5 separate regions of the Mus musculus genome follow, and all the other regions are linked to region 2. The links are chromatin contacts, called in public promoter capture Hi-C maps. All regions are on one chromosome and are shown on one strand. Each heading gives the region's core, a stretch centred on a gene start, on an enhancer-like site or on the middle of the called end of the contact. The rest is flanking DNA. Distances are from core to core; before and after follow the strand shown.

Region 1 (5,433 bases), core at 708-3,207, 1.6 Mb before region 2:
ATGGGAGCAAGGTAGATAGCCTAACAAGCCGACCAGACACAGGGCATAAGGAATATGGGGGCTCGGGAGAGACCAGACTTGAGAGTGAGACCGAGTGTCATGTCTTTATCACACCAAGCAAAAGGGCAACACAGAACTGGGTGTGGAGACACACACCTTGAATTGAAGCTCTTGGAGGAGGGGAGGCAGGGGCAGAGACAGGTTGATCTGTGAGAGTTCCTGGCCAACCTGGGCCGTACAGTGAGGCCCTCTCAAAGACGATAACAACAAGGCGGGCAGTAATAGAAGCAGACACCCTACATCCACCTCTGGCCAAGTGCTGTGGGGTGGGAATGGGCTTCTTCCTATCTTGGCTTTGGGTTTCTTCCTTCTAGATTTGTACAATGTCATAGAACTTGGGTGGTACAATGTTTTATTTTCCCCCTCCATTGTGGGGTTCAAACCCAAGGACTAGTACATGTTAGACCAGGGCTCTGACAGTCAGCCCTGCCTCCAGCCCTAATTGGGAGGGTGTGAAAGCAGCTGGTGTCCTTTTTAGCTTTTGGATTCAGGATGTGACCAGATCCTTCACTCAAGGTCTTCTGCCAGTCTCCCGGGCCCAGCAACACTCACCCACGACATGGTTCCCGTACAGAAGCTGCTCAAGGATTGAAGTTTTGCCCACAGATGCCTGGCCGCACACGACCACCTTGCAGCTCTTCCCCATGCTTAGCTTTCAACCTAAAAGGACAGAAGCCGTGTGGTGAGGGAAGACAGAATCCAAACAGCAGGCCAGGGAGCATCAGGGAGTTAGCACCACCCTGATGTTTACCGAACTACTGAGCAGTGAGCTGTAATTAACCTCCTTATCCCATGAGTGGCCAGGATTTGGCACACAGCCAGGGTGGGGTTAATGGCACCACAAAGGGAGGGGCTTAGAGAGTGGGGTGACAAAAACAGCTGGCCGGGTTTGTTCCTGTGCACAAGATAGGGCACCAAATACTGAAGGAAGTTCCACAAATACTCCTGTTCTTTTTGTTTGATTTTGGGGGGAGGGGGTTGTTTTGAGACAGGGTCTCATGTACCCCAAGCTGGCTCCCAGCTGATGAAATAGTTGAGGCATATGCACACCAGGCTGTTTTCTCCTTTTAACCATGACTTCCGTGAAGAAAGAAGCAGGGATTTTAGATTCTTCTTGACATCTTTTCCTCAGGGAGAGTGTGCAAATATGGAGAAAAACTTTCTTTCTTTCTTTCGGGGGGGGGGGGGCGGGGTTTCTCTGTATAGCCCTGGCTGTCCTGGAACTCACTTTGTAGACCAGGCTGGCCTCGAACTCAGAAATCTGACTGTCTCTGCCTCCTAAGTACTGGGATTAAAGGCGTGCAACCACCACTGCCCGGCATAACTTGCTTTCTTGAATGACTAATTTGGATGGCAATAAATTCCATTTAACCATTCCCAGTTGAATCCACCGGTAAAATAAAGATCTGACAAGAAACAGAATAAAGAGAAAAGTGCTTCCGAAAGATGGCTTTTACATCCCTTGAACTGACAGGCACAGAGAAAGCTCAGATTTATAAACTCTCTTGAGACTGCAGAGAGAGGTCCTTCTAAAGGGAAACTTCCTGACACAGGCACCCGGGGAGCGCCAGTAATCGCCCCTTCCTCCTCCCCCCAGAAAGCAGAGATCCAGAGGTAAGCCTCAAAGGGGTCCCAAGCAGAAACCTCTCCAGGAGAGTTTCCTGTCGCTCATCTCCACCCCGTGGTGTGAGCCTTTTAGTAAGCGACACTCGAGAGGCTGCCAGAGGCCGCCGCCACAGAGTACCCCTGAAGGGCACCCCTCAGAATCTCAGAGGCAATCACAGGACAACCAAAGTGAATCCGAGACAGAGGCCGCGCTGAGCCCTGCCTCCCAGCTCCATACCTCCCGGGTCCCCGCAGCACTCCCGCTGAGGTGCCCCCCGGAGTGGGCCGGACCATGGGAGGGGCAGCTCGACCGTAAAGACGGCCCTCTTCCTCTGGGTGGAAGGACTGACCCAGAGGTCCCGCCCCGCAACGGCCAGCCTTCAAGACAACTTCCGGCGGCGTAAAGTGAGCGCGGATCGCACAGCGCCCCCAGAGGCCGGCGGGGAAATACCCACCAGAACTTGTGTCTGGTTATTAAGCCGATGTTCCAGGCTCTGACACTAAAATGTTCTCTCTCTAAAAGACAGTGACCAGTGACGTTTCGTTCTATCATCTATGCGACAAGTTTTCTTTTTCTTTTCTTGGCTATGCTATGCTATGAATGGAACCCAGGATCGTGCACATACTAGGCAAATGCTCTTTGAGCCTCAATTTTTTTCTTTTGATTTTCAAGACAGGGTTCCTCTGTGTAGCTTTGGCTGGCCTTGAAATCACTCTGTAGACCATGATGGCTTTGAACTCACAGAGATCCACCTGCCTCTGCCTCCCGAGCGCTGAGATTAAAGGCACATGCCACCACGCTCAACTAACCATGCAATTTTTTTGAACTTAGAATGGAGGCTCACATTTGAATCCCAGCACTTGGGAGGGTGAAGTAGGGAGATTTTCTGAAGACAACATAGTCTATACAGAGACCCTGTCTCAAAAACAAACAGACAAAGAAACCAAACACCCCAGCACCTACTTTGTCTTGTTTGTGCCTTAAGTAGGGCCATATACAAAGGAAAAGCTACAAGTTAGAATGATTGAACCATAAATTCATTGTCTAGAATAATTAGCCAGCCAAAGTAACAATTAAAACCAACCATGATGAATGCTGTTATTGAAGTGGGGTGCTATGGGCATGGCAGAGGGGCATTTAACTTAGAGGTGACAGGTACCAAAGAGGAGGGAGGAAAGGGGGGTGTCTGTGTTCATGTTTGAAGGGCCGAATAGCACAGAGATTTCTGAAGCAGAGGAAATACAAGAACCATGACATTTCTTGTATCAGTCTGGGTTCTCTAGAGTCACACAACTTATGGAATGTCTCTATAAATTAAGGTGATTTACTGTAATTACTTACAGTCTGTATTCTAACTAACCCAATAGTGGGCAGCTGTGAATGAGAAGTTCAAGAATCTAGTAGTTCTCTCAGTCCCACGAGGCTCGTTGTTTCAGCTGGTCTTCTGCCTAAGCTGGAATCCTGAAGTAGTAGGTTCCAACAGATGTGCTGGCAAGTAAGTGCAAGCAAGCAAAGAAGAGTGAATCGCTCTTCTTCCAACGTCCTTATGAAGGCCTCTAGCAGAAGGTGTGTCCCAGATTAAAGGTGTGTGCCACCAGGTCTGGATCTGGAACTTGCTTTGTTGCAGGCTGACCTTACACTGAGATCTGCTTGCCTCCATCTCCTGGGATTAAATGCATGTAACTACCTTACCTGGGTTTAAGCTTTTCCTGGTCACTATTCCTCAAGATCTCCATGTCAAGATCCAGGTTAGAAACCTGTGTTCCAACCTCAAGATCTGGATCACAGGTGTGCCCTGCATTTCTGGATTGTAGTTCATTCCAGATTCGGTCAGGTTGACAAGCAGGGCTAGCTATTACACAGAGGAAATACAACAAGGTTCATGACAGTTTTGGAGCCAGGAATCCCTAGGGGCTCAGTATTGATTGCAGAGACTAGCCAAATAATGAAGATGTGTGGGAGGCCAGGGACCAAACACCACAATAGCACGCCATTGGTAAGTTTATTACAGGGAAATGACACACTCCATCCACTTTTGCAAGAAAGGTCATTCTCTCGGAAGAGCCAAGGCTTGGCAAAGATGAAACTGAGGATCAGTTAGGAGACTATTTGCAGTCTCTAAGTTTATTGTTTAAGAGTTTGGGATGAAAAGACTTGGGGGATGTGTGGTGTGGGGACAAAAAGCATTGATGACAAGGTTTCAAGCTAAGGGCAGTGGGTCTGTGTGATTTACCCCAGGTTTCATGTTGAACAGATGAACAGAAGAAATCTAACATAAGAAATTCAGGAAGGAAGAAAAAAATTGTTTCCCCCCCCCCCGTTGTTGAAAAATGGGTGAAAAATTAAATTCGTTAATTAAGGCAGTGGTTCTCAACCTGTGTGGGTCATGACTTTTTTTGGCAAACCTCTATCTCCAAAAATATTTACATTACAATTCATAAGAGTAGAAAATTTATAGCTACAAAGTAGCAACAAAAAATAATTTTACGGCTGGGGATCACCATGACAGGAGGAACCATATTAAAGGGTCACAGCATTTCAATTCACTGAGGTCCAGCTATCATTCTCTATCCAGTGGCCCAGGTAGTTTCCACTCCGTCAGTAATGATAAGGACCTACAAATAAGGTTAGGGACTTTGACACACACTTTCCTTAAGGGAAATTTAAATTCCATTGTCTTATTTTCGTTCCTTTTGGCTTTAAATTACAATTTCAAGGTCGTCTCCTCCCCACATTTAACCTCAGAGGGCCTCAATTTAATCCAACACTGTTGTGTGTGGTAGTGGTACTACAAAGATAATTATGCTGTCTTCCCAATCCAGACAACATCTGGCCAGACAAGCGTGCTGGGTAGAGTTTATGAGAAGTAGGAGTACAGGGGACACTGAGGAAAAGGGACCTCACCCCATGAGCTGCCTTATAAACTCCGGGGCAGGGGCTGGCGCGCCATGTCATCCTTTCTAGGCTTAACGCTGAGATGGCACTCCCAAGCGGCTGACATGAAAGCAGCCTCATAAAAGGGTCCGCGTCATTGGGGTGATGAACCAGTTGGTGCTTAGAGATCCGTGGAGGATGAAAGGAGCAGGGTGAAGACGCCCTGCGTTCCCCTCGCTTGGTTGGGCAGGGCTTCCAGGAACTGATGAAGCTGGGGATTGGGCTCAAAGTAGCTCTTCATGCCTTTCCAGGGAGGAAGCTGTGGACACACTGCAAAGTCAGGAAGGTAGTCTTGGGGGGGGCTTTTCTTCCTCAAGTGTCTTGGGGACCCCGTCTCCACCCACCAGGGACTCCCAAGCGTTACCGGAGGCTCTCTAGGATTGCTAGTTGTTATGGCAACCGGGCTGTAGGGATACTGAGGCAAGCTTAGGCCCAGAGAGGCAACCTCCTTCTGTACCCTCCTCCTATTCACGGGTAAAGTGGCGCCCCCTACGCACAGGAACCGTCCCTGGGCCCCCGCCCCAGCGCGGAGACCACCGTGGACCTCCAGGGATGGAAGGCCGCTCTGGCCCCAAGCGGAGCCTCTCGTTGGTAGACGGGCTCGAGGGAGTCCCTCTGGGCGCGGCGCCGCCGAGCGGCTCGATGCTCCGACCGGAAGTGCTCTACACCGTCTGCCTCCCACCCGGCTCTCTGGTCCCGGCGGTAAGATGGCGGCTACCGCGGAGTGCGATGTGGTAATGGCGGCGACCGAGCCTGAACTGCTGGAGGACGAAGACGCCAAGAGGTAACCAACCGGGTGGTAGAGTCATGGAGGAGACGAGCTTGCAGCTCGT
Region 2 (4,969 bases), core at 1,059-3,558:
AGGGTAGCGCCCCCACACCCAGGCCTATTTCTAAGGGACCCTGCAGGAGGATGGAAACGTTCAGGGGCACACCCAAGCTGGAGTTAACCAAAAGTTTTTCCAGGCTGGGCTAGACCCCTGACTGAGCCAATCAGTAGAGAACACATTTCCCATTAGGGACCCACTGTTAACAGACAGAAACCCATGCAGGTCTTTGTACTGACTGGGGGAGAAAATATCACGGAGTACGTGAGGACTAATGACCTATCCCTTCATAGGAGTACGCACAGCCCACCTCAGTGCTGAGACCCTCAGCCCCACGCAAGACCCCACCCAGGTATAGAGAGGTGGCAGTTTTCCCTCGCAAGCTGTGAGGGAGCATGCGCTCCAGAACCATTGAGGCCAAGAGTGAGTTCATGGTCCGCCTTTCACTGACTGCGCATGTGTGACTCTCTAAGCCTCGGTTTCCCCGGCTGTAAGGCTGTAAATAGTGCCGGGGTAGCTGAAGACTGAATGAGTGGGTGACTGAGGTAGACAGAAGGGAGAAAAACACCATCTTAAATCGGGAGTCCCTCTTCCTGGCCCACTCGGGTCCCCGTGGATTGTCTATCATGGTCCCGCATCTCCCCGCACCTAGACTGGTAGACAAAGCTCCATATTAGAAAATCCTTGGCAGAAGCTTTTCTCACTGCTGTTGACCTTATGAGGTGCCACACACCTCACGGTAAACCTAGACATTGCTGAGTAGGAAAGACCAGAGCTTTGGCTTAACCACGGTAGCCAGCTATCTCCACATCTTCCTGATGCCCTCACGGAGTATTTCCAAGCACTGGGTTTGGGGTTTCTGTAACACAGCTGAGACCTGGTCATTAAGATGGGCGACTATGACGGGTGTGGTGATGCATACTTAATGTCCTGCACTTGGGAGGCTGAGGCAGGAGGATCATTTACTTCAAGGGCAGCCTGGCCTATACGGTAAGGTCCTGGCCAGCTTGAACTACACAGCGAGACTCTGTCTCGGAACAAAGTAAGAATCTTAGAGTTTAGCTGGCTCAGGTGACAGACCAAGAGATCTTAGCCCAAGTGACCTACATGGCTCATCCAAGGTCCAATAGTGGCAGAACCAAAAGCCCCCCCCCCCCAAAGCCATATTTGTTGTCCCCTAAAAGCCGAAGTTATCTCCCTCTGGCCCACAAGACCCTTCAAAAATGGGGTCAGTTGGTTGTGGTGGACCTAGTCTTCAGTTTGAGGAGTCTGCCAGGAGATAGGGTTCCCATGATTGATCTCTCTGGCTCCCTCAATTAAAAAAAAAAATGTAGCTCTAGTTAGCCTCCGTCCATCGCCAGATGGAGACATGGCTATGGGATGGGCATGGGGGGTAAGGGATGGAAAGAGAAGGCAGGAAGGACCCAACAAGGGGTGTGGCCCTGGATCTATTTCCAGGGTGGAGCCGGACCACAGGTCACCCTGTCCCTTTAAGAGAAGGGGGAGAGCTAGCCCCTCTCAGCCATACTTGTCCTATCATCCATCCCGGCCAAAGCCAAAAAGGAAAATGAAAGAGGGACCCAGAGGGACAGGTCCCAGCTGTCTCTCAAGGTCCTCCGCTCAGCTCTAAGGCCCAGGTCCCGGGGTAAGTGGGGTTGGGGACATCTAGAGGCCACTAAGGGTCTACAGGGACGGGACGTGGTGTATTCTGTGTGTCTGGGGAGGCTTACAAGAGATGCTTGATAATTGCTATCAGAGAGGAGTCGAGGGGGCTGTGCCCGGTCTCCTTGGCTGAGGTTGGTGAGGAAGGGAAGATTGAGGGCGGGCGAGAGATCCTAAGTTGGAAAAACAGGCTTCTGTGTCAGCTTCCAACCCCAAAAGGCGTTCCCTGCTGCGAGGTGAGAGAGAAAGGAGACAGTGGGGGCTCACCCGGCCTGGCCCTCCCCTTGCTCCCAGGGGTCTCAAACAGAAGGAACGTAGAATTCTAGACTCCAGTAGCCGCTCTTGCTCCTGGCACAAAAAGCCAGGCCAGCAAGGTTGGCCCTGAAGAAGAACCTAGAATCTGGGGAACCTTAGGGTCTCCCTAGCCAAGCAGGCCCAGGCCAGGTGTGCGGGGAAATCCCTCCTCAGCACCCCTCTATGCCCATATGAAGGAATCCCATAGCTGAGGATGGACTATCCTCACACTCTGACATTAACTCATTAAACCCCAGAAAATATTCTTTCCCTGGCGCCCTCCGAGATTGTTGAGGGACGGGGGTGGGGGTGGGGGTGGGGGGTGGCGGGGGACAGGGGGTATTCAGCCCGCCCCAGCCTGTGACTACCCCCTTTCCTCGTCCCCAGCGTCATGGGGGAGTGGGCGTTCCTAGGCTCCCTGCTGGACGCGGTGCAGCTACAGTCGCCGCTCGTGGGTCGTCTCTGGCTGGTGATCATGCTGATCTTCCGCATCCTGGTGCTGGCCACGGTGGGAGGTGCGGTGTTCGAGGACGAGCAGGAGGAGTTCGTGTGTAACACGTTGCAGCCCGGCTGTCGCCAGACCTGCTACGATCGCGCCTTCCCGGTGTCCCACTACCGCTTCTGGCTCTTCCACATCCTGCTGCTGTCGGCGCCGCCGGTGCTGTTCGTCATCTACTCCATGCACCAGGCCAGCAAGGAGGCGGGTGGTGCGCAGCTGGCCCCGCCGTGCGCGCGCGGGCGTGCCGAGGCGCCGTGCTCCCCGTGCGCCCTGCGCGCTCGCCGCGCGCGCCGCTGCTACCTGCTGAGCGTGGCTCTGCGCCTGCTCGCCGAGCTGGCTTTCCTGGGCGGCCAGGCGCTGCTCTACGGCTTCCGCGTGGACCCGCACTACGCGTGCGCCGGGCCACCTTGTCCGCACACGGTCGACTGTTTCGTGAGCCGGCCCACCGAGAAGACCGTCTTCGTGGTCTTCTACTTCGCCGTCGGGCTGCTGTCGGCGCTGCTCAGCGTGGCGGAGCTGGGTCACCTGCTCTGGAAGGGTCGCCAGCGCGCCAAGCTGCTCCCGCCGCCGCCGCCGTCGCCCTCTTTGCCATCGCAGCGCGGGGACCCCGACCCTTTCGGCCCGCCAGCCTACGCGCACCGCTCACCGGCAGGCGACAGCGAGGGCGAAGGCGGCAGCGGCCACAGCAAAGCGTCGCTGGCTACCGTGCGCCAGGACCTGGCCATCTAGCGGCGAGATCGGAGGCTGGATATCAGCACCCGGGTCCTTGGAGGCAGAAGGCTTTGCTTCTGAAAGACTGCGTAGGACCCTGCCTGAGCAGAAGATGAGCAGAGGGGACCGCCAGGGTTCGGGTGGGGGAGGTGTCGCACTTCCTAGTGCTGGTTACGGCAGCCGTGTTAAATCAGGGAGGCTCCTCGGTGCTGTGATCCCTGCGGAAAGGGAGGACGCCAAGGGCTCCCCTGAGAGGCGGCAAACCGGCCGTGGGTGACCTGATTGTTGCACCGGGGACAAAAATCAACAGTGATGGCAACATTCCCAGGTTCCCTGCTAATTCAGAGAAGAGTGGTTTTCCGTGAGCGCTCTGCACACACTCTCTCTGGACACACTCAGATGGGTTGGCTGCTCAAGCATAGTAAACCTCTATGAGCTGTGTGTATTTGCATGTGTATGCTTGTGAGGGTCCGCACATGCGTGTGTCCACACGTATACATCTCCCAAGTGACAGGCGATAGAGACCTGGGTTCATGCCTGCGTGCACAGAAATGTACATGTATGTCCTTGAAGGCTCTGTGTGGATGCATGTACGCATGCGTCCTGTGTTAGCTCTGTATACACACCTATACACACGTACATTCTGTGTGTGCATCCGCCACCACTGTCAGTCACTAACCCAGCCACCTATGAGGCAACTCTGTCCCCAACAGGAACTGACAGCAAACAGTCCTGTTCAGTCAGATGTGTTCTGGGCCCAGTGGCCAGGCAGGGTAGCCCAGTGGCTAGGCAGGGTAGCTAAGCTCCACCTTGGAGGCTGACTGGGACTGGGGTGGGGCTCGACTTGAAACAGTGCTGTGCTTTCGGCTTACTTCATCTCTGGTCCCACCTGCCATTGTTCCCTGTAATCTATAAATGTGACTGACTCCTACCAATCGTCAAGGAAAGCTGCCCTTCAAAGAGAGGTGTTTCTGGGTCCCCATTCCCTTGCAACTAGCCTAGACTTTTTGTTTTTGTTTTTCGAGACAGGGTTTCTCTGTGTAGCCCTGGCTGTCCTGGAACTCACTTTGTAGACCAGGTTGGCCTCGAACTCAGAAATCCACCTGCCTCTGCCTCCCGAGTGCTGGGATCAAAGGTGTGCGCCACCGACTTTTTTTTTTTCCAAAGAGATGCCACATGGCTCTGTCACCCTTTTCGTTCTGTCCTCTCACCTGTGTTCCTCCTTTGTCACCTGTGTGGCCATCCTGAATACCCTCACTAGGACCAAGTGATTAAGCCCTGACAGAGCAGGCCTGGCTGCCTTCCCCTGCACCCCTGGCTCTGTCAGATCCACTGCCCAGGCCCTGCCGTTAGCCACCATACCCCAAACAGCTCGTTCTCCCCCACACCAGCCTTCCTCTGGCCTTTGTATGCCCTGGGAGCTTTCTACATAGCCTTATTGGCCATAGGGGAATTCCCTGTTCTTGGGGTACAACCAGCCTTTTCCCCAGGCTTGCTGCACACTAGGCTCCCCTTAGTTGGGCCTCCACCCCTACCTTGCCATCCGTCAAACCAGCCTGAAGTTTCTGTCCCCGGCAAGCATGCCCACTTGGTATGCCAGTTTTAGACATGCTGTTGGGTGCAGTCTTACTTTCTGAAGGCCTGCCCCCCCCCCATTGCCTGCCTTTGTCTTTTGGTCTCATTTGAAGAAAATGTGCCTCAAGGCATGGCTTTCTCTGCCCTGAGCTACAGTCAGGCACCCTGTGTTCCAGCCTCGTACCATCTGGGCATGACATATAGTGTTTTGGGCTCCATCACTCCATCACCATGCTGAAGCCCACGCCCGCACTCCCAGTGGAC
Region 3 (5,114 bases), core at 1,348-3,847, 1.8 Mb before region 2:
GTCCCCATTTCTTCAGTCTCCTGCTTGTTGATCATTTCTTAATGTCCAATTGGCTTGCCTTATTTGTTTGGTCCCTCTGTTTTCTTCAGTTTGCAATCCCTGTCTTAGAGTGGGCGCCAAGGGGGTCCTAATAATGTCTGTTCGTACTCTTGACTTGGGCCTGTCAACATCTGTTTCTGTCTCTCTACAGGCTGTCATGCAAGGTGGTTCCTTCTGCTGTCAGCAGCTCAAAGCATTCTAGCATTACCCTTCTGCAGGTCCCACCTCCCAACATCAGCCAAACCTGCATCCCCTCCCTCCCAACATGGTCTCAACCTCAGGGAGGGTCTGGGCAACTCCCAAGCCCTCTCTGGTTTCCAGCCCTCCTTTCTCACTCAATGCCCCACCCAGGCGCACTTTTGGATAAAAAAAAAATAAATCCATATATTTTTGTAGACCTTGACTCTGTCTGTTTCTGGGGGTTAGTCTGAGAGCCCCAGGGCTTTGAAAGAGCTAACGCAAGCAGACACACCCCACTGTACCCCAGGGCCCTATTGCTGTCTCTAGGTAGGGCAAAGGCGCCAGCTAATCCACTTGGCACCATGTTCACGCCACCAGGGACTCCTCGGATAAGGGGAGAAACCTTAATGAGTCGCTAAGGGCCTGTTACATTCCTTCCTCCCTACCACCCAGTTACAACCACAAATACACACTATGTGGGAGAGACGTCTGATCAGGATCATTTCTCTAGCCTTAGAAAGAAATACCAGGAATTTTCTTACCCTCCTGAATAAGGAACTCTTCTTTCCTGGATAGGTATTTGATATTAAGCTAGGTATAGTGTTGTTATAGTGGGCAGGTCGGTGGAGAAAAGAGCTGGTCACCAGTTAAGAACCTGCTAAGAATTCACTCTCCCAAGCTCTGTCTTCTCTTAGCTTACATTTCTGTGTAGGTCTGTGCATGTCATATGGTGCATATGTTGTAGGAAACTGGCACCTTGGTGATAAAGATGAAATTGGATGTGGGCACAGCTTTGTGGCAGGCTGTCCCAGACAGGTCTATTCTTCAGCTCAAACTTTCAGGGTATGACTGATGCTGTTCCATGCCCTAGGCATTACATGGTCTCTGGGGGTGGGCTTTGATTTTATAAAAGTTTTGAGTAGTATCCCCGGGAGAGAGATGCAGAAAGAGGCCAGTGTTGGAGGATGAGGTTAAACAGAAGTGGTCCTAATTCATGCCGGGCGTGGTGGCGCATGCCTTTAGTCCCAGCGCTAGGGAGGCAGAGGCAGGAGGATTTCTGAGTTCGAGGACAGCCTGGTCTACAAAGTGAGTTCCAGGACAGCTAGGGCTACACAGAGACACCCTGTCTCGAAAAACAAAAAACAAAAAACAAACAAACAAAAAGTGGTCCTAATTCATACAGAAGGAATTAGAAGCAACAGAAACAGAACTGACCTGTGGTAGAAGGGTTAGTGGTTTTCATCTATAGTGACGGGTAGAGAGAACACAGGTAGTCTTTGAAGGAGCGCTAATTCTGACTGGGGGCAGAGTGAGGGAGATGAGGGGGTCTGGTATATTTGGGAACAGAGCCTAAGAAAGAAAGCTTAGTCTGTCGTGGTGGTTGCACATGTGTTTAATCCCAGCACTCCAGAAGTAGAGGCAGGAGGATCTCTGTGAATTCAAATACAACCCATCTACAAAGTAAGTTCCAGGCCAATCAGGACTACATAGTGAGAGCCCATGTGAAAGGAAGAGAGAGTGAGAGCAACCCTTGGCAGCAGCAGGTCTCCTTTTCAACCATTTAGTATCCTCTAGACAACTCCTTCTTTTAAAAAAAAAAAATTACATTTCTTCAAGTATTTAGCGGGAGGGAGGGTGGATGGGTGGTTGTCAAAAGACAACTAGTGGGAGTCTGTCTTACTCCATGTGAGTCCTGGGCACGGCACTCAGTCAGGCTTGGCTGCAAGCATCTTCACCTGTCGAGCCGTTTCGCTAGCCCCCAGAGAGCCCATTCTATAGAGCTCTCAGAGATTTCATCACCTTTTTTTTTTCTTTCTTTTTTCTTTTTCTTTTCTTTTCTTTTTTTTTTTTTTTTTTAAGCCAGGATCTTACTACATAACCCTAGCTGTTACTCACAGAGATCTGCAAGCCTCTGCCTTCGGATCGAGCCATTACACCTGACTCCATCGCCTTTCCTATAATAGAATGTCCTCAACAATCAGCCTCCTGGGCGGGCTTGGCTTCTCCAAGTTGCCGAGGGCACACGACCGGTCTGCGCGGCTACGTGAACATCATATTTTTCCTTTCTCAATTCTGCATGAACAGCCCTCTGTCTGCTCTCTTGGAAAGCTCAGCCACACGCCTTCCCTCGCGGCACTTGGAACTGGCAGTGACGCGATAAGCAGGCCTGGACCGGCTCCGCCCCACCGGCAGCCGGTTCCACCCAAAACCCAAGTGCCAGGCAGCCCCCGGCTCCTCCCTGTGCGGAGAACTACAAGTCCCGCCATCCCTCGCGCGCACTCTCCCTCCTTTCCCGCGTTGATTGTGGGTAGGATCGGAGTGTCTCCCATTGGTCTGTTCTTTCTGTCAGTCACCTGGGAATATAGAGAGGCGGGGCAGAGCTGAAGATCCGGATCCGGAGCGGCTGAAAGGCGGAAGTGGAGGCCGGAGCCTGGGACACCGCCGGGGGTGGGGGGGAGAGGAGCGGAGTCTGTGGAAGCCCCGGCCCAAAGTAACGCTGCTGCCCGGAGCCGCGGTGAGTGTGCCTGTCCCAGGGCCAGTGTCTCACTTGTGTGGTAGCCTCCCTGGGGTACCCTTTCCTCCTGCCCAACCTTAGCTTAGGGGGACACTGACCCCTCCCCCGACCCGTAGCCCCCTCTTAGGGGCTCACCAGGGCGTCAGGCCAAAGGGGGAGCTCCTCTTTCCTTCGCTAACCTGTCCTTCGGGAGCCTTTGGGAGTCTTTTGAGGCTCTCCTCTGGCCTGTCCAGTCCACTTGTGGGAGAGAGGGACTCTTAAGTTCCGCTCCCCACCCCCTCAGCTTTCAAAATCAAAGAGTCTTTACCAGGTGCGAAGGAACCTGTCCCCCTTCTCTTTTAGAGGTGACGGAGAGTGCTGTCTCTCCTGGTTTTCCTTTCCTGTGTTCTACGCCTCCCACTCCCCAATCCCAACCAAAAACCCAGTTGTCCCCCTGCAGCCCTGAAATTATCTTTATCTCGATTTCCTTTCGGAGATGCGGGGATGGGGGGGGGGGGATGTCGGAATGAGAGTGTTGTACACGCACAGAAGTGTTTTTGCGCGCTTACAGTTCCTTACTTCCTCTTGAGCTTACGAGGACCTCAGCAGAGTTTGAATTCTGGGTCACTTAGACGGAATGGCAGCCTTCTCCTTGGACTGCACGTTATGCCCCCAGCCCTGTCTTAAGTTCTCTCAGTGTGTGTTCGTCTTCCTGCCTCTAAAGAATTTAGCTGAGCTCTGCTCAATCCTAGGGACAGATCACAGATCAGGGAGGATCTGCCCATTCATTATCTTCTGTCTCCCCTCCTCCTTCCCCCCTGCTTCAGGCCCAGCCCTGTCCTTCCAGAGCATGTGAGTGGTTTCCTTAGAGAGACTGCTGCCTGCTTATCTATAGGGGTGGAGAATAGACCAAATAGGAGTAGTGTGAAATTGAGGCACCATCTCTTAACCACCCTGAATCACACACCACTATACACTTGAGCAACAGGTCCATTCCTCACCAGAGTCTCCACTCCCCTCTTGGCTTGGACTTTTTCACAGAGCAGTTAGTCCACATCACCGTGGCAGGTATAGTTTTCGTCCGTAAAGGAATTGCTTATGTGTGCTGGAAAGTGCCAGTTCCCCTACTGTATTGACACAGGATTCTTGTGTTTTCCTTGGGACTTAAGTGTGTGAAATGGCTGGTATCTCTGACCAAGCTGGAAGGTTCTCTTGTTATGCGGCCAAAGTACAGGTTAGAGACTGCCTTCCTGAGGAGTAGCCTGATTCTGAAGCCACAGCTGACCCTTGCTGTCTTGCAGTGGAGGAAGAGTGGGAAAGCCATTCAGTCCTTGGGCATCTCTGATCAACTTTTTTTTTTTTGGTTTTTTGAGATCTGATCAACTTAAGATGCTTTTCTTACTACACAAAGGCTAAACATTTTGCTTTGAGATCTTTCCAACCTACTTCTGGACAGTTTCCGGTGTTCAGTCAGTATAACAATCAATCAATCCTCTCTCTCTCTCTCTCTCTCTCTCTCTCTCTCTCTCTGTGGGCTCAGAGATTCAGCTAGCCTAGTTTCTCTGATCTGTTCAACATGTGCCTCTGAGGGAGAGGGCCAGTGACCCCTGCCTGTTTACAGGGATTGGTTTCTGCTAGACTTACCTTCCAAGGAGTGGATTGTGATTCCTGGGGTTCTAGCTGAAGCAAGGGAACCTTCTAATGGGCGTTTCTGGCATTTGTCCGGACATCTTTCCAGCTCTGACTCCAAAGCGCCCTTTTGCGGAGAAGCTGTCTGTGAGACAGGAGGCACTAGAGTTCTGCATGGTTCTGCAGCCACTTCTGGCTTTCAGAAATTGTAGCGGCCCAGCAGAAGTCCGTTGCTGATCTGCCGGGCTAGGGAGGGCACTCCAGAGAGGAAGTCCCTCCTCTCTAAGGCTGTTCTCCACCTCCCCTCTTGCTTCTCACACCTCGTTGGCCTTTCTGCCTGTTCACTCCTGGAGGAGGGCAAGAGCTCGTGAAGATAGAAAGCCCCCAGAGTGCTCTCAGTGCCTATTCCTCACAAGTGTCCTGGAGATGGTGGTATTTGTATGCCCACCTTGAGACGGTTCCCCCCAAGCATACAGTTAGAAGTGGTCAGACGCTGTGCTTGCAGCGTGGCTTCGGGTGTAGCTTTGTCTTTTCTAAAAGCAGGCTCCCCTGTCTGCGGGGCTTGCTGAGTAAAGGCGCCTGCAGGGAGAATGAACAGGGACAGGAGCACAGACTCTTAAGTCCGCCGTCTCTAGTATTGGCTTTTGCTTCCCTCTCTTTTCCCAACATTCTACCCTCTTTCTTTGCCGTGGACTCCATGACAGTTAAGAATCCCAAGCCTGTACTCTTCAGGGCCTAAGAGTTTGCTAATGTCTGTGTGCCATTAATTTCT
Region 4 (5,030 bases), core at 2,268-4,767, 2.0 Mb before region 2:
GTTTCAAATTTATAGACTTTTCTGTCTCTGCCTCCCAAGTGCTGGGATTAAAGGTGTATGTTACTATGTTCTCCTCCTCCTCCTCCTCCTCCTCCTCCTCTTCTTCCTCCTCCTCTTCTTTCTTTCTTTTTAAAGACTTATTTTATTTTATGTAGATGAGTACACCATTGCTCTCTTCAGACACCCCAGAAAAGGACATCGGATCCCATTACAGATGGTTGTGAGCCACCATGTAGTTGCTGGGAATTGAACTCAGGGCCTCTGGAAGAGCAGTCAGTGCTCTTAACCTCTGAGCCAACTCTCCAGCCCCCTTCTTTCTTTTTAAAAGAAAAATTGGGTCCTGCTATTGTAGCCCAGGCTGGCTTCCAACTCACAAACATCCAGCTTTAGCCTCTCATAAGCTCAAATTGCAGGTATATATGATTAAGCACACACGTATGCAGAAATGTGCCGTAGAAAATTCCCCAGGAAAATACTAACAGTGGCTTTCTGGGAGGGAAGACTAATAACTAGGATAGGAAAAGAAGTACAATTTCCTTAGTGGTTATGGTGGAGCATGTCTGCAATTCCGGTACTCCGGAGGCCGGTGCAGGAGAATCACCATGAATGCGAGGCCAGCTGGGCAAGACCCTATCTCAAGGAACAAAAATAGCTGGGCATGTTGGTGCATGCCTAGAATCCAAAAGAAAACAACAAATAAAATGGCTTCATTCCGCTGTGTTACTTACTTGCTTGTACTATTTGCAATCTGTACCTTGCCTGTTGAGTAATGTAGCTTGGGGCTGTAGGGGAGTTGGCAGGTAAAGGTGCTTGCCACCAAGCCTGATGATCCGAGTTCGATCCCAAACTTTCAGGCTACAAGGAGAAAACTGACTCCCAAAAGTTGTCTTCTGACTTTGCGCGTGCAAACCTGAACACACACACACACACACACACACACACACACACACACACACACACCTTTTTAATTTTTTGAAAAGATTTATTTGTTTAGTGCCTATGAGCATTCTCCTTGCATGGATGTATGTGCACCGTGTGCTGGCCTAGGGCTGGCGGAGATCAGAAGAGGACACCAGATCCCCTAAACTGCAGTTATGGATGGTGGTCAACCACCATGTGGATGCTGGGAACTGAACCTGGTCCTCTGCAAGAGCAGCAGTGCTCTTAACTCATGAGCCAACTCTTCTGTGTGCCTTTTGTTTACTTGTGTTTGGGGACAGGGTTTCCCTATGTAACAGCCCTGACTGTCCTGGAACTTGCTTTGTAGACCAGGCTGGCCTCAAACTCAAACTCATACCACCTGCCTCTGACTCCCGAGTGCTGGGATTAAAGGTGTGCACTACCATGCCCCATACTGAAAATATAGGAAGAGAAAGAGTTTGAAGGTCCAGTAAGGCTTTCTCCTGACATTCTTTTTTCTTAAAGCATTATCAGTTCTTAATAGAAAAAAAATTTAATTGCTATAATTTCCTTAAATTATTTAATTATTTACTTATTTAGTGTGTGTGTGTGTGCAGGTGCCAGTGGAGGGCAGAAGAGAGGACATCGGATTCTCTGTACCCAGAGGAACTGTGGTTATTGAGAACCACACTTGGGTTCTGTGTAAGAGTAGTAAGCACCTGTAACCACTGAGCAATCTCTCCAGTCCCCTTTTTTTCTTTTCTTCTCTCTCTCTTTCTCTCTCTCTCTCTCTCTCTCTCTCTCTCTCTCTCTCTCTCTCTTTCTTTCTTTCTTTTAAAAAGTTGGTAATCTGCCCATTGTGATGGTTATAAAACATGTAGTTTATTTTGTTTGTTTGTTTCCCCATTTGTTTTGTTTTTGAGACAGGGTATCAGTGTATAGCTCTGGCTGGCCCAGAACTAGCTATGTAGACCAAGATGCTGTCGAACTCATAGACATCTGCCTGTCTGCCTTCCAAGTGCTTTGATCAAAGGTATCCCATCACACCTGGCAAATATTCAATTGTATGCAGAAGTTCACTCTTTTTTTTTGTTTTGTCTTTCAAGACAGGGTTTCTCTGTGTAGTCCTGGCTATCCTGAATCTCACTATGTAGACTAGGCTGGCCTCGAACTCAGAGATCTGCCTGCCTCTGCTTCCCAATGGCTGGGACTAAAGGCGTGCGTCGCCACTCTCGCCTGAGGGTCTCTCTTCTTTAACCTCAAGTGAGAAAACCAATTGGTGTGTTGGGGGATTGCTGTTTTATTCAGAGGTCCCTAAAGTTCTATACCCTATATGGCAATCTGCTCCACACGTTGGTGAATTGATTGATTAGATCGACGACCCTCGAGTCTCCACAGAGCAGCGTTTAACTTAAGGAGGGTGGGCACCAGACTAGAAGTGACCTTTTGCCGAGAACCCATCCAGGCGGGGAACCCCAAGCCTGGTTTCCTAATCAGGGAAAAGGTTTTCAGTATCTCTGTGGGAAAGGGAATTGGGGTGGCTCCAGGGATTGCTGAGGGCCTGTGTCTAGAGACACAGGGCAGCCTGTGTCTCTAGACGTCTGTGCTAAGGACTTTTCTGCGCCTGCTCAGAACTGCCAGCTCCTTGGTGTTCAGCACCATGAAGAAAACTGTTCGCTTCCCCATTCGGTAGTACCGCTATAGTTGCCCCAATTCCTGCCCCAGGGAAAGGTACTGAGTACCGGTGGAGTTCAGAGACCTGGAGCTAAGAACAGATGGCAACAGTAACCTGGAGTGAACCCTGGAGAGCCACCTGCCTCCTCTTGGCCTTCTTTTCTCTGCTAGGTAAAGAGATGGGGTTCCGTGATCTCCCTGAATGCTCACCTAATATCCGAGAACCCAAGGGAAGAACGAGTCCGACGCTCACATTCTTAGAATTAGCTAGATATCTGCTGGAGGGGGCCCTGGGAGAAGTGACCAAAAGCTTTTACTTTATAATTTACTTCTCGCCTTAATCATGCCCTGTCCTTACAATTCTAAGAGAAACCTAGAGGCCCTTTCTAGGCCGTCACCCTTTCTGTCATTTCATCTCTTCCCTCTCTCTCACTAACAACCCCACAAGATTTGGGGGACAGTGGTAACTCAGTGTATAGATAGACGATGGGGGCAGACCCCCAAATCTTTGAAAAAGATTGTATAGGGCAAGGATCCTCCAAGGACATGAGGCATAGACACAAACTACTCGTTTACACCCAATTCACGCGCCATTTGGACCTCAGCTTGATCTTAAAAGGCTGGAGTGGGTTTGTGGGTGAGGAAAGAGAAAGAGTAGAGCACACTCCGAAGACCTAATTCCTTTCCGCAGCTCACATTCCTCTGCCCCAGTCCCGCTGCCGCAGCCTCCACTGCCAAGGGGGGCCCTAGACTCCCGCTCCAACTATTCCAACCATCCTGAACAGGGTGGGGCGCCCAGCTCTTGGGTTCCCCTCTGCTGCCCCTCCGGGGTTGGTCTCCCCTCCTGCCCCGGTTCCTCCCTTTCTGGGGTGGGGCCAGCCAATGGCCGACGGGACTCCGGGTTTGGTCTAGGAGCCGGGCAACTCGCAGATTCCCCGCCCCACAGTTCTGGCTAGAGTCCCGGTGCGCACGGACGTGGCTCGAGTTTCCTCCGCTCTGGGCTCCTGCTCGCTGTCCAGTCTCTCGCTCCTCCTTCTCTCCCGGTCTCCCGCTCCAGTTCCACCCGGTCGGCCCCGCACGGCTCCGGGAAGCCATGGAGGATGTCACGCTCCATATCGTTGAGCGGCCGTATTCCGGATTTCCCGATGCTTCCTCAGAGGGCCCGGAGCCCACCCAAGGGGAGGCGCGGGCCACGGAGGAGCCGTCGGGGACCGGCTCCGACGAGCTGATCAAGTCGGACCAGGTGAACGGTGTGCTGGTGCTGAGCCTTCTGGATAAAATCATCGGCGCCGTTGACCAGATCCAGCTGACCCAAGCCCAGCTGGAGGAGCGACAGGCGGAGATGGAGGGCGCTGTGCAGAGCATCCAGGGAGAGCTGAGCAAGCTGGGCAAGGCGCACGCCACCACGAGCAACACCGTGAGCAAGTTGCTGGAGAAGGTGCGCAAGGTCAGCGTCAACGTGAAGACCGTGCGCGGCAGCCTGGAGCGCCAGGCCGGCCAGATAAAGAAACTGGAGGTCAACGAGGCGGAGCTGCTGAGGCGCCGCAACTTCAAAGTCATGATCTACCAGGTGAGCCCGCGGGGCGGACCGCGCCCAGAGCTGGGGTCCCGGCCTGGGATCCGGGTGGGGACACCCGGCCGAGGCTCGTCTCTCCGCCAGCCCGGCCTGGTGAGAGCGGTCAGGAGCTCCTCCCCCCTTCCTGTGAACCCAGTTGGAGTGGGGTTTAGGGAGTGGCAAACTCTTGGGGCTCACAGAGGGGCGCACCCTGCGCCTTCCTCTCCAGGCTCCTCCCCACGGTCTCTAACTCCTATCGGAAAAGTTAGCGGGCTAGACTTGGGAACGCTGAATGCTCCCAGCTTGTCTCTGTCAAACGCCTTTCCACTTGGAGGAAGTTTTTTTTTTGGTGGGGCGGAGAGAGGGAAAAGGGAGGGAATGCCCGAGGTCTCTGGTGGTCTCTGTATGCCCCTCTGTAAGCAGACACTAAAGGTGGGGCCCGGGACCTGGGGCCTCCGGCGCTGCGGGCCCGATATAGCGGGTGATTCAGGGCTCAGGCACGCAGTGGCGGGGGCGCCATGCAAGGGACACGATCGTCAGCCCCCCACACCCTATCCCCGCGCCCCCGCACCAACCTCGGCTACCCACGCATGTCCCTAGGCCGCGATCTGCCCCTGGCCTCCAGGCACTTTCAGTTCCCAAGGGTCTTGCAGTGCGCGGGCGCCCTTGGCGCCTGCTGGGAGCGGGTGGGGCAGGTAGGGTGGGCGTTAGGAGTGTAAGTGGGGCGGGTGGAGGTGGCGGTCTGGGCGCAGTGAATCACCCCACCCCCGCATGATTGCGGGGGCCATGTCCCGAGCTGTGAAGGTGCTGGTGGGTGGAGGCTGCCGCACTCCACGGGCTCCACCCGTTGCATTCTTTGCACCTTTCTGGGTTCCTCCAGCCTGGATATAACTGTGATATC
Region 5 (5,511 bases), core at 352-2,851, 1.7 Mb before region 2:
TCTGGGTTTCATTCCTAGATCTAAAAAGCTTCAATTTGAGGCTCTTTAAGAATGTAAAGTCCTTGTCTCCTTGCCACCCTGTGACAGGTTCTAACTCTTCAACCCCCCCCCTTGTCCCCCCTTCTCACTTGAGAAAAAGCATCCGAGAGCCAGTATTGGAGGGCTGGAGTCAGGTAGGCATGGAGCAGGGAGAATCAGAGAGGCCTAATTTTTTTTTGTTCTGATTTTAATAGAGGCAAGATCTAGGTTGATTCTTCAGGGAAAGGGCTATTTCTGTAGTAAGAGGCCCAGCAGGCACAAGCCACCTTTGGGGGGGGGGAGGGATGGAAGGGTTAGGGCAGATTCCACAGAAGGATGACAGTTCTTCCTGTTATCCAACCTGTATCTCTTCTGCTTCATTCTTGCCCTGCCTCAAAGTGCATAGAAAAGAATTGATTCTCTCTTCTCCCAGTCTTTTCTGGCTAAAGCTAAAAATTCACAGCCACTCTTTTGGGCAGCCATCTTAACTAGGGTAACTCTTTCTCAGAGTGTCCTTGGTCCCTTCAGGAGTCATCCCCCCCCAACCACCAGCCAGGAACGTGCCTTTTACAGGTCAATAAAATTAGCGACTGATGGAGGAGGGGGCGGGGGCAGAGTGCTAAGCTCAGTGGCCTTGAATGTGGCTGGACTCACGGAGTCTGGACGCCTGTCATTCCAGTGCTAAACAGTGACAGCTGAGGGACCTGCCAGGGGGGTTTGGGGTTTGGAGGAGGGCCCTGTGTTGCCAGGAGAGAGGAAAAAGATGGATGCCTAATGTCTCTCTAATCACTGGGTCTTTATATTGCTGACCTTTAGGCAGGAGTTAGGGAGGGGGTGGGGTAAGGGTGTCTCCACCCATCTTCAATTTTGTGAGACCCTCAGACTGAGGGGAGGGAGACTCAGGCAAATCTGTTCTTGTTGCTGCTTTGGGCTGGGGGGTGGGGGGTCTTCTGGCGGAGCCAGGCTTGTGAACATCTGGACCAGGCTGTCAGATAGAATTGTATAAGGTCAGGAGGACTCAGGTTTTCTAACCCTCCGAGAGTCAAGTGTAGGTTCGTTGCCAGTGCTCCTGGCACTTAGGAAGCTGAAGAAAAACTGGTGCTAGTTGAATTCAAATGTGGCCTGAGTGCAGCCTTCCTAGCCTTGGGAAAAACAAATGAGGAGGAAGAGGCAGTGGGGGAGGAGAAACATGACAATGATGATGACAAAAGGAAGGAAGGAAGGGAGAAAGAAAGAAAAAGAAGGGAGGAAAGAGAGAGCCCACACATACGTGAGCAAGCATGATTGGTGGTACATGCATGTATGTAATCCTAGCATTTAGAGGGTGGAGGCTAGAGGACCAAGAGCTCAAGGTAGTCCTGGGCTACATAAGACCCTATTTCAAATGAGACGGGGAGAGAAGGGAAAGGAAGAGATAAAAGAAAAGAAACCGGAACTCCCAGTGGCCCTGTTTCTCTGCTCTATACTCAACAACCTCAAAATGCTTACCGACTCCTCACCTTCAGGACTGGGGTGGGACTGGAGACCCCGCCCCTCCCAGCTCGTCCCCGCCCCCAGCCCGCCAGCCCCGGCCCGCGAGCCCAGAGCTTTTGCGCTGCAAACCAGGCGAGAGCAGGTGGCCACCGCCGGCTGCATCTCTTTCCTGCAGGTAAGACACTCTGAGGATCTCGAGGTCAGCTCGGAAAGACAAGGCAGAGCCTTCTGTCTCCTGCCCGTCTCAAACCTAGGGGACACCCAGAGACAACTAGGCTCGGTAGGCGGGTGCGATAAAACTCTAAGGAAGTTGGAGGGAGCCGCTGGCTCTACGGGATAATGCCAGAGTCCAAGGGCTGCGGAAAGCAGCAACGGGCAGCAGACACTACAATGTTCCGAAGGGCAGCAGGTGAACTTCGTCACCCCAAGTACCCTTTGTGTGTCCCAGGGCAATATATTCGCAGTTCGGAGTAATGGAGTGAACCGAAGGGTTTCTGTTCTGGGAGCAAGTGAGTGACAGCTGTTGCCTATCAGCGTGGGACTTGGGTTTTCTGGTGTCCCTGGGTCATCTGCATCATTTGCACTTGGCTATAGATGGCGAGAGGAGGTGGGGAATGAGGAAATGCCAGAATCCAGAGGGCCCAGGATCAGCAGGTCCATCCTGCCTAGTGTCTTAGAGTCAGACCCTGAGAATGAAGGCAGGCCTGGGATGACTGTGCCCTCTTATGTGGGATTTGGGCTTTAGGATGAGACTCTGCCTCCCAGAACTCCAGGGAGGGTTTTCTGGGAGACCTGATCTGAGATAACTCAGCTGTGATGCCAAGATTCCTGAGTCAGAAAAGAGAGGCAATTTGGGACCTTGTGAGCCACTTAAGTAAAGACCCCCGGGGTGTGGAACAGAGGGAGGGAGGGTGCTACCTAGTCCCAGTCAAGACTCCAGGAACCTTCCAGAGATCATCCCCAACCTTTGGACAGACTGAAGAGACGATTAGGGCAGGGGATTTTTTTCATGTTTTTCATGACTGTCTAGATCCAGCATTCCACGATCTCCTCCCACACACACCATCATTGTCAGGAAATTCTTCCTCGTGTATTATGTTCAAGTGTGTGTGTGTGTGTGTGTGTGTGTGTGTGTGTGTGTGTTATGTTCAAGTGTGTGTGTGTGTGTGTGTGTGAGAGAGAGAGAGAGAGAGAGAGAGAGAGAGAGAGATCTACATGCCATGGCATGTGGGTGGAGGTTGGAGGACAACTTGCTAGAGACAACTCTCGAGGTCCACCATGTATATGGATACTGGGGAATTGAACTCAGATCCTCAGGCCTGGCAGCAAGCGTCTTTATCGAAGCCATCTCATTGGCCCTTGCTCATTTCCTACCATCCTTTCTGCTTCTGGGATAGCTTCTTGCTGGGAGGCAGTGAGCTGTAGGGCAAGAGACCTTGGGGTGGGTTAGCACTGAGTCCTCGACCTCTGTCCTTGCTTCCTTACTTGAAAATGGGGTTAAGGTTAGGACCCACCTCATAGGGTAGCTGCAGGGATTTAATGAGAATTCGCAGAAGAGCATCTAGCCCGGTCTCTGGCGCCTGGTGATGGCTCAACAGGTCTAAGTGTCCCCTCCTGGGTAGGACAGCAAAGCCGATCTGCAGGGGGTGGAGGTGGGGTGGAAAATTTTTAAAGCTTGTCCAGAAAGGGAAATGCCCTTCACTCCTCCCCTGCCAGCCCCGGTCCCCTGCTGGTTCCCATCTCTGTGCTGTCCAGAACCCCTCACCTTCTCCTGGCTGTGTCGGACTTACATCTGCTGGGCGAGGCAGGATCCGGGGAGCGGCAGGGGCCCACTTGGGGCTGTGCCTAGATGGAACAAGCTCTGGCTTGGATACCCAACTCGACAAAAAATTCCCTGTGGGCGTTACCTCCCTGCCTTCCCCGCCTCCAGAAATCCACAAATTGGGATCAAACTAGGCTGGATTTTTCCAGGATGACAAATAATCCTGCCTGAAGATTGTGGGAGCTGCCCTCCAGTGGAGGGAGGGAAAGCTTCAAGCCCTGGCTCTAGTTCTGGTGGCCACCAAAGCCTGCCAATCCATGAGTACCCTTAAAATCTAGGCAAGGGAAGCAGGGCACAGGCCCTAGGCTGGGTACTTTCAAGCGTTCTGCTCTGGCTGCTTTCCATCAAGTGTAGAGTCAACCAGGCTAAGCATCAGGTCCACTCTCTCATGGCTGGAGATACAGTTCAGTCGCTAGAATGCTTGCTTAGTGTGCTGTTTTACAGGCTGGAAGCAGGCCGAGGTCCGGTGTCCAGTGGTCGGTCCTTGCAGTGCAGACATGACCTGGCCATAGGAATGTAGCAAGGGCAGGGGTGGCTGAACCCGGAGAATGGAGCCATCTCTCTACACTGTTATTCTGCTGTGAAACTCACCTCACCGGAAGCAGAGAAATCTGATTGTCAGCCTGCTCTCCCAGGTTGTCACGAAGGCATAATTGTCAAGGCAGGAGGCTAGAAAATGATTTATTGAACATGGGACTGGGGTTGTAGCTCAGTTGGTAGAGTGCTTACCAAGCATGCCCAAGGCCGCCAGCACCGCACACAACCAAGTGTGGTATATGGCAGACCGTGCCTATAATCCCAGAGCTTGGGAGGTGGAGTCAGGGGCATCGTAAGTTCTTCCTGTGTTATATAAAGTTTGAGGCTAGCCTGGGATACATGCGACCTTATTGGACATTTCATTAACCAGATCTTATAAAATATATATTATTGTTATTTTTTCATTACTGGGGGTTTAACCCAGGATTTTGTCTGTGCTAGGCCAGTGGTCTGTAGCTGAGTCATATCCCAGAGGGTTTTGTTTTGTTTGTTTTGGGGAGCCAAAGTTTGACAAAGTTACTCAGGCTGGCCTTAAACGTGAGGCAATCCTCCTGCCTCAGTTTCTCATGCAACTGGGATCAGAGGCCCATGCCACCATACCATTAAAACTTTAAGATATTGAGACTTATTTCTGTGGCCTCCTAGTGGTTCTTTTGTTTTGTACCCCACTTGGGTGACAGGGGACCTGGCTAGACAAGTCTGTGACCATAAGTGCCATTTGGTGAACTCCCTCCCTATACATCTCTCCCCTGTTAGAGTGCTCATAAACCTGGGCTTGGGCCACATATGTCTAGACAAGGAAGGAGTTTCAAGGTGAAATGAAAATTGTCAGTTGTCACCAATAAGCAGTCCCGTCCCCCACCCACCCCCCACCCCCGGGCCTCCTGACCTCATTCTCTAACTCAAAATTAGGACATTTTTTTTAATGTCCTGTGATACTTGAGTGGGAGGGAAAGTCGAGGGGAGCTTGTTTTTCTTCCCAGCATGGCAAGGATGTAGGACTTTCTGTTCCCAAGGAGCAAGAACGAAATCGGCTTGCGTGCAGCAGCAAGAGGGATGAAAGCTAGACCAGAGGAAGAGAAGGCTGAATATCCAGCATGCTTCCTAGCCCCCTCACCCCATTCCCACCATGCTTTCTCACATCTACAGCCAGGGTGGGGGGTGGGGGGTGGGGAGTGGGGAGTGGGGGGCTGGTTCTTCGTGAGGTTGGGGGTCAGCTTGCTGATGTCTAGGATCATTCCTGATGAGAATGAATGGCGCGTGTTGTTCTAGGCTGCTGTGGAGTGCCCCGTGGCACCTAGACATCCTGTCTGCCCAGAAAACAAAGGTTTGTCACCTCTTTTTGTTGTGACCAGCTCTGTTCAATCAGGATTCTTACCGAGCTGTTTGGGGACCAACCTACCTGTCACTTTGGTCTCCTTAACACTGCAAGTTTTTTTTTTTTTTTGTTTCTTTTTGTTTGTTTGTTTTTGTTCTGTTTTTGTAAATGGACACACCCATCCACACTTGAGTACTTATACCCGGCATGCCACCTGGCTCACAAGCCATCCCTGGGCACCAAGTCTCACGTGCCTACCCTTGCACACCTAACCCGATGCCCTACAGTGTGCATCCTAGGCCCCTCCCTCTCTCACAGCCCCCCTGCCCTCTTCAGTGCCCTT

The links. Promoter capture Hi-C pulls out the DNA fragments that hold promoters and counts their contacts.
Region 1: a contact with region 2 is called in a promoter capture Hi-C map of hippocampal neurons, with 5 times the contacts expected there. The contact joins the promoter of Nkiras2 here to the promoter of Gjd3 in region 2. A contact is called at or near these places in 2 of 39 promoter capture datasets (hippocampal neurons and pre-B cells).
Region 3: a contact with region 2 is called in a promoter capture Hi-C map of hippocampal neurons, with 5 times the contacts expected there. The contact joins the promoter of Rab5c here to the promoter of Gjd3 in region 2. A contact is called at or near these places in 1 of 39 promoter capture datasets (hippocampal neurons) and 1 of 115 datasets of contacts at active chromatin or transcription factors (embryonic forebrain).
Region 4: a contact with region 2 is called in a promoter capture Hi-C map of hippocampal neurons, with 6 times the contacts expected there. The contact joins the promoter of Cavin1 here to the promoter of Gjd3 in region 2. A contact is called at or near these places in 3 of 39 promoter capture datasets (hippocampal neurons, liver and pre-B cells).
Region 5: a promoter capture Hi-C map of liver shows a contact between it and region 2, with 5 times the contacts expected there. The contact joins the promoter of Zfp385c here to the promoter of Gjd3 in region 2. A contact is called at or near these places in 2 of 39 promoter capture datasets (hippocampal neurons and liver) and 1 of 115 datasets of contacts at active chromatin or transcription factors (microglia).

Annotation. Positions count from the first base shown.
Region 1 is chr11:100,619,479-100,624,911 of GRCm38.p6, reverse strand. It overlaps Nkiras2 (NFKB inhibitor interacting Ras-like protein 2), which reads right to left and starts at 1,957. Exons shown (of 4, transcript NM_028024.2): 1 at 1,904-1,957; 2 at 613-720. The coding sequence starts at 706. Dnajc7 (DnaJ heat shock protein family (Hsp40) member C7) reads left to right here and starts at 5,285. Exons shown (of 14, transcript NM_019795.5): 1 at 5,285-5,384. The coding sequence starts at 5,308.
Region 2 is chr11:98,980,359-98,985,327 of GRCm38.p6, reverse strand. Gjd3 (gap junction protein, delta 3) reads left to right here and starts at 2,308. Exons shown (of 1, transcript NM_178596.3): 1 at 2,308-4,969. The coding sequence starts at 2,312. The coding sequence ends at 3,148.
Region 3 is chr11:100,735,698-100,740,811 of GRCm38.p6, reverse strand. It overlaps Rab5c (RAB5C, member RAS oncogene family), which reads left to right and starts at 2,597. Exons shown (of 6, transcript NM_024456.5): 1 at 2,597-2,734. It overlaps Kcnh4 (potassium voltage-gated channel, subfamily H (eag-related), member 4), which reads left to right. Exons shown (of 17, transcript NM_001081194.2): 17 at 191-434.
Region 4 is chr11:100,969,104-100,974,133 of GRCm38.p6, reverse strand. Cavin1 (caveolae associated 1) reads left to right here and starts at 3,517. Exons shown (of 2, transcript NM_008986.2): 1 at 3,517-4,144. The coding sequence starts at 3,668.
Region 5 is chr11:100,688,556-100,694,066 of GRCm38.p6, reverse strand. Zfp385c (zinc finger protein 385C) reads left to right here and starts at 1,601. Exons shown (of 9, transcript NM_001373887.1): 1 at 1,601-1,666. Gm38483 (a long non-coding RNA gene) reads right to left here. Exons shown (of 5, transcript XR_880214.3): 2 at 3,910-5,511; 3 at 3,257-3,815; 4 at 3,006-3,128.